Linked DNA regions of Cricetulus griseus: region 2 is linked to region 1. The links are chromatin contacts, called in public Hi-C maps. All regions are on one chromosome and are shown on one strand. The core of a region is the stretch at or near the end of the contact, and the rest is flanking DNA. Distances in the headings are between cores, read along the strand shown. Region 1 has its middle 28 kb from the start of Plod2. Region 2 has its middle 290 kb from the start of Plod2.

Region 1 (3,362 bases), core at 748-3,247:
TGGACTTCAGTACTTCCTCCCCTTAACCAACTGATCATGCAAATGTTTCTAAATCAAGACACTACAGGTGGGCTAGCTAGTGTGTTGGTGTGTGTGTGTGTGTGTGTGTGTGTGTGTGTGTGTGTGTGTGTGTAAAACTCAGGTCTCTTTTTCTTGCTATTTATTATTCATGTAAAAAATGAACTTCAGGGGCCGGTATGTTTGCTCAACTAGGAATTCAGGGAAATATATTTCCTGACTGATGATTTCAGTGTCAGTTCTGCTTCTTTGTGTCTAGGCTCAGGGAATAACCCTCCATGTGGGATGGGCTCCAGGCCCAAGGTCAACTCTGCCACCATTGTCTTTGAGCTAACAGAATCACCGCCCCATCTTTGATAATTTTCCAATTTCTTTATGGACACAAGAGTTGTATATCAGTTATCACACAAGGCAGCACATGGAGACACGGTTGCATAAAAGGAACCATTAACTCGGTCCACTGTTGAAAATAAATATCACCAGAAGTAATTCTTACTGTAGTATCTCATATTAAAGTTCTTTAAAGTCTCCTTTGCATTGACAATTTAGGCAATGGTGGAGAGGATAACCTAAATGCCCTTCCCCTATAATGAGAATGATGACTACTTTTTATGCCATGCTAGAGCCCTCATCCAGTGGCTGATGGAAGCAGAGGCAGACACCCACAGACATACACTGAACTAAACTCTGGAAGCAGAGAGGGAGGAATGGAGATCAAAGGGGTCAGTACTAGGCTGGTGAAACCCACAGAAACAGCTGGACTGAACAAGGGGGAGCACATGGACACCAGACTGCTGTCTGGGAGGCCAGCACAGGACTGATCCAGACCCTTGAACATGGATGTCAATGAGGAGGCCTCGGCACTCTAGGGGGCCACTGGTAGTGGATCAGTATTTTTCCCTGGTGTAAGAAGGGACTTTGAGAGCCCATCCCACGTGAAGGGATGCACTCTCCACCTGGACACATGGGGGAGGGCCTAGGCCTGGCCCAGGATGATGTGGTGGACTTTGGGGAGCCATTGATGGCCCTCCCCTGCCTGGGGAGTGGAGGGGGGATGGAGTGGGAGGCAAGTAGGAGGTTGGGAGGGAGGGTTTGGGGGAGGGTTGAGGGGAGGGGAGGGAGAGGGAGAAGGGATGGACATGTGAAGCAAGCTTGTTCCTAATTTGAACTAATAAAAAAATAATTACAAAAATAAGTCTCTTTTGCAATGTTGAAAAGGGACAAAATGGAAACCTCAATATGATTATTTATTGGGGAACAAGAAACCTCTAATGGAGAATTAAAATGAGAATGTGAAGCTTAGAAAGAAAGAAAGAAAGAAAGAAAGAAAGAAAGAAAGAAAGAAAGAGAGAGAGAGAGAAAGAAAGAAAGAAAGAAACTCTGCTTCCCAGAACTTTCCATTAATCACACAACAGGTACATGATGAAAAATAGTAAGTGCTTACACTGCAACTGAATGATATTCAACTGTGAGTGTCATGCATATGCCTCTCAGGTTCTGTGTGTTTTCTAGAGTCACCAGGAGTCATTGCAGGTGTTCACTAAATGCTATGACCTGAATCCTGCAGCTACCCTTGCTAAAATGCCTACATCCTAGGAAAGAAGTTCTGTACTCTCCATGGTTGTGTATAGAGAATTAACTCCACAATGACCTAATTGCTGCCTGATGATGTTATTATTAGAATTTGCAGATAATTGGATTTTTAAACTTTGATGTAGCAATGATGTAAAAATGTAGAAAAAGATTTTTCTTTGCTCTGTGCAAGGTAGGTAAGCCAGGCTTTTATAGAGTCTCAAAGCAAATGGATCCAGAAATATCTGAAGACATAAAAAAAAGTCTGGTAAGCAGGCTAACTGTAAGTACTGATTTTCTAAAGGAAAAGAAAAAAAAAAAGATGAAAGCCAAACCACAAGATTGGCTCCCCCGAGGCTGCAGTTCTCCTAACTGGGGATCATGGGTTGAGTAAATAGTCATGTTCCCCTTCTGGGTAAGTGGAAGCATTAAGTCACTGGAACCTACTGCTGAGTCACAGACAAACTTACGGGAATGTAAGGGAAAACTGAAAATCGTCCTTCCCTTTAAGTCTTGGTTAGCTCCTTTAAACTTTCATTAAGCTTCATATTCCATTCTGTTTTCAGAGCTCAGGGAAACCACATTACTTTGGGGTCCTCTTAAGTGATGTTTAATCATTCCAACCTCAGTAATTGCTTTACAGTATTCAAGAAATAAACAGACTACGACACACCCAACCATTCAAAAAGAAATACGAATATCCATATTGTCTGTCCAGGTATAATTCAGGCGTTCACTTTAGAATCCTAAAATTTTTACAAATATGACCATCTGTGTGTGCACATCTATTTTAAACTAGTTGTTTATTCCCAGTGAGGAATTACGTATTACTCGGTGAGGAAGACTGGTTAGAGGAATATGTAACAGGATATTCAATCACGTGGTGAACCCCAAGTTTGCATTTTGGTTAATTCAATAAAAATCAACCTTGGGTCAGGAGGCCAAGTTAGCAACCAGTTGGCGAAAATAATCCTAGAGAGTCAGAAAGTAATGGCCAATACGCTGATTTGCACAGACAGTTTGGATTTGATGATCACACCTTGACGCTATGTTGTTGAGCAGCTTTGAATGCTTGGGACAAGGTTAAAGAATCAAGAAAGAGGTCTGAGTCCTTTAGTAAAATTATACAAGACTGACTTTATTTGCAAAGATTGACTTCAGATGTAAATAGAATAGTATCAGATCCAGAAGTTAGACAAATATTAATTGAATTGTTGGCTTTTGAAAATGCTAATTCAGAATGCAAAAGAGTGTTTAGGCCTTTAAATGTAAGTTCAGCCCCTATCGATGAATGTATTAGAAATACATATGACAGTGGATCTCACACTTACAATGCTACTTTGATAGAAGTGATTTCTAAACATTTTGAAAAAACAATATGTCAGATGTTTTGTTTGTGGAAGGCAAGGCCATCTGAAAAAATGATTGTAGGCAAGGCACTCCTATAAACAAGGTTTTTCTTTTTTTCTTGAGATAATACAAATAGAAGGCCCCAGCATTCTGGAGTACACAGAAGGTATGACAAAGGCCAGCATTGCACTAATGAATGCAGATCAACAAAGGACAGGCAAGTAACTCTTTACCATTGGAAACACCTTAATCCCAATATCAATATTTTTTAATCATTCTCTGTCAACATTGGAGAAACTGATCCACAGAACAATTAAAATACTTAATGTCTGTTGTTAAAAACCATACTACTCTGAATTTTCTTCAGTAAATAAAACAAAACATTAGGAGACACCATTAAACAAGTGTTTTGGCAAACTTCC
Region 2 (3,692 bases), core at 68-2,567, 320 kb after region 1:
AAAATATCTCCTAGACTCCATATGGCATTTCTGTACCATAAAAGCTATGGCTTCAAAATGAGGATTTAACACTTTGGCTGGGGAAAAGGGTAGGTGCAACTCTAATAATGGTCCAGCTTGCCATAAGACAGAAGTCAGACTAAGCTGTATAAGAAGTATATAAATTTTCCATGGTTTTGCATAGTTAATATAGCATATTTGCTGATGCTGGATTGCAGTCTCCAACTTGGGAGAACTTGCCTAGCCTCTAGTTAGCTGTCTATGTGAATTGGGATCACTATCTCCTTTCAGAATATCACACAAACATTTCAAATCACCAGTAGATGCCTTTAAAAAAGTACATAACCACTGAATGTTTTCCAATAACTTCTGAAAATCATTCAAAGATTGCAAGCTATCTTTACTAATTTCTAATTTTTGAGGCTTAATTTTTTTTTTTTTTTTTTAGGATATAACATATGTCCCAAGTACCTTCAGAAAATTACTCAAAGTAGTGAGTAGTCTTTTCTAATTCAATCTGTAAAGTTTTCATTAGCTAACAGGGTCTCATTTGCATCTTCACAGACACTTTTCTAGGTGGGGCCTAACAGGGCAGCAGTTCCCTGAGGCTTTTTCTCAGTAACTTTTCTCAAATCATTGCATTGACCTCTATTCTCTAGATTTCTTTTTTAACCACAAAAATTGGGAGAATTTCTGTATCCTCTCCTCTGCTAAATTCTATTGAATCATCCAAACAGGATCTTTTGGCTCTCAGGCCATGCTGGCTTTGGCCATTTTCCACTGACTGGCTCTGGGGGCCAGCTGTGGAAGGCTCAGATTGCCAACTCTTCCTGTGAAGACACTGTCTGACCTGGTACCCTCTTTGACTACATCCAAAGCAATTCAAGTAAGTCCTTTTGTTAGGAGTCATGCATTCACAATCACACTTCACACACACACACATGTGGCCACACCATACAGAGCATGTATACACCTTTCAGCTCTCTTTTTCCCTACGTTATGATTAGTTTGTTGGGATGAAACATCTTTAACTAAACTCTCCTGTAATACAGCAACTATAGCTAATCCTTGAATTATGTGCATCTAAAATCCGAACAAATCCAAATTCATCTATGTCACCTTTTTTTTTTCTATAAGGTCTTAAAACAATTTCTGACAGGCTGCATTAATTTTTCCTTACACCTGCCTGGGCAGCGGCCAAGGCAGCAGTTCCCAAGGCTGTGGGTTTCTAGGCTTGGGCTTCCTACCAGGGACTAGGCCCTCTGGAGGCCTTTGCCCTCTGGGCCTGGGCTGGCCTACTGCAGGTCATCTGTGACTGCAGCTGCTTGCAAAGTTAACCTTCAACATTGTAGCAACTCTGAGTTCTTGTCACCCGCTGGTCCTGCTGATCTAGTGCGTAGGTGGCACACCTTTACTTCCCCAAGCCCCACTGGCGCAGCTCTGAGACAGCTGCCACTGTGACTTCCACGACGGGGAAGGATCCTTACAAAACTTAACAAATTCTTAAAAATTCTGTACTTGCTTCTGCTTTACTTCAGTTTTCCTGGCTATTAAAAATATACCTATGCAATCATCTGACTAATGTTTTTCTGCCTCATATCTCCAATTATATACATGTTTACTCTCAAGGTTAACTCACTTCTTTTATCATCTGGCTAATATTTCTTTCTTTCACAGCTACAATTAAATGCATTTTTACTCCAGAGGCTACCACACCAAATTTCACTTCTTTATCATCTGACTAATATTTTTCTGTATCATATCTATGATTATACACATTTGTACTCTCAAGGTTAACTAACCACACTTCTCTGCAACTCAAATTGTAGTAAACTCCTGTCCCACTGTTTCCTTGCTTCCTAGTCTTTCAATTTCTTATTCCAATAAGGGATTCACTTACTAATAAAATTATTCTGTAAAATCATTTTGTCAATGTCAGAACAGCCTCTATTATAGGAAGTATGTGAACAGGTTTTTCTTATTTGCCTCTGGATTTCCCTCAGTAATTTAAATAGATATAATGTAAAACACTATCTACGTAATAAACGTGGACAATTTTCAATAAACCACAATAATTCCTTTCCTAGAATTTTAATTTTATTAGTCCATTTCCAGAGAATACACTTTAAGAGTGTTCAGTTTGTTTTGACATTTCTCTCTCTACACCCATTATTTCAGGCCTTTGGAATTTAATAAATCACCTATTACCTTTCTACTATCTGGGTACTTTCATGATACCATGCATTCCATGGCATAACTCCCATTTTGAACTCTATGTAACCACTAACCTTTTAAGTCTAGGTTTACTATACACATTGCAATTGTATGTAAATGCATAAAGACAAATTGTATTTATTTCATGATTATGCTTTCTTTCTTTTTATATTTTCAAGCATTAAATACCACTTAATTCTATTCATTAACTTGACATTCTTTACAGTTCTTAATGACTCAACCAAAACTATGTGCAAATATGGTGAAAGACCCTCTCAGTAATTCCAGACTCATATGTATATGAGCAGTGGCCTTGGTTACTGTAAGACATCTATCTGAAGCTTTCTGCCCTGGCCTTTTAATTACTGCTGGCTATTTGGAATGCCTGCTGAGAAACTGTGCACTCAAGTTCTCCCTAGACTACTATTACTTGAGTCTCCTGTTTCAGACCACATTTGTTGGAATATTCTGGTTGTTGAGTCTCTCTCTCTAATTGCTTATACAAAGAAGTTTTCTGAGAAAATGTGTTTAAGAAATTGGAAGTTTGAAGACTATAGTTTCAGATTATGACTTGATTAGCTCTTTTTCTGAGTACAAACATCTTGATTGAAGATGATTTTCTTGGCAACTTTGAAGGCATCACATCATTATAAAACTTCTAATGTGGCTGTAAATAAGTTTTATATTATTCAGGTTAAAGTCTTTGACATGATATGTGTTTTGTTTTTCTCATGGGTATTTTTACTATGATCTTTAATGTAAAATTTTGAAATATTCCATCATTCCTTTGTAGTGATATTTCAGAAGTCACTCTCTCTGGAAAATAATGCCAGTTTGAAAATTTTGTTTTGTTGTTTTATGTATCAATTACATTTCAAATATGATTGTTCATTCTCCTTTTCTCTCATTGTAATGAACTGAAAACTAGGCCTCCATTTTACCCCAACAAGATTTTTATTATTCTTTTTTTTGTTTCTATTGTTAGACCCATGGAAAACTCAGGTATCCAGGGTCCCAGGCCATGACCACGGTCACCCCAATCACCAGGCGGATTCGAGAGCTTGATGCAAACTGCACGAGGCTTTATTGTAATTTAACGAGCTAACCCCATGTTAGCTCGGGTCTTTCACCCACCCATCATGGCGGATGGCTCACAAAGACAACTCCTAGGGCTTCCCAAGAGATCTTGTAGGGCAGCATAAGGGGAGTGTCTAGGGGTATGCACAGGCTCACTATTGGTGTGCCTCCAGCCTTAGAGGGCTTGCCCTGTATTGATTGGTCAACTGGTTGTTATGGCCCATAGGCCCTCCCAGGGTGGTTGCTATGCTCTGCATCATTGCTGTGTGCTTGTCCGTAAAGTACTCCCAGGGTCATAAAGCATAGCGCCACCAGCTAACTTCTGATTGGTTCCTTGTCACGAGGCAGCCATCTGACTTTCTAGTGTCTAGGACAAGGTCAGACAAGCACGTGTTCAGCCG

What was found. Hi-C and Micro-C count contacts between places; a contact is called where the count stands out from the background.
Region 2: a contact with region 1 is called in a Hi-C map of liver, with 4 times the contacts expected there. The contact joins two enhancer-like sites. A contact is called at or near these places in 2 of 8 Hi-C or Micro-C datasets (the CHO-K1 cell line and liver).

What each region holds. Positions count from the first base shown.
Region 1 is chr4:201,494,049-201,497,410 of CriGri-PICRH-1.0, forward strand. No RefSeq gene overlaps it. Among named protein-coding and RNA genes, the nearest start is that of Plod2, 28 kb to the right of the region's middle. Within about 2 kb of position 1,998, at least 2 of the 6 cell types and tissues checked have open chromatin away from gene starts, as enhancers often do.
Region 2 is chr4:201,813,999-201,817,690 of CriGri-PICRH-1.0, forward strand. No RefSeq gene overlaps it. Among named protein-coding and RNA genes, the nearest start is that of Plod2, 290 kb to the left of the region's middle. Within about 2 kb of position 1,318, at least 1 of the 6 cell types and tissues checked has open chromatin away from gene starts, as enhancers often do.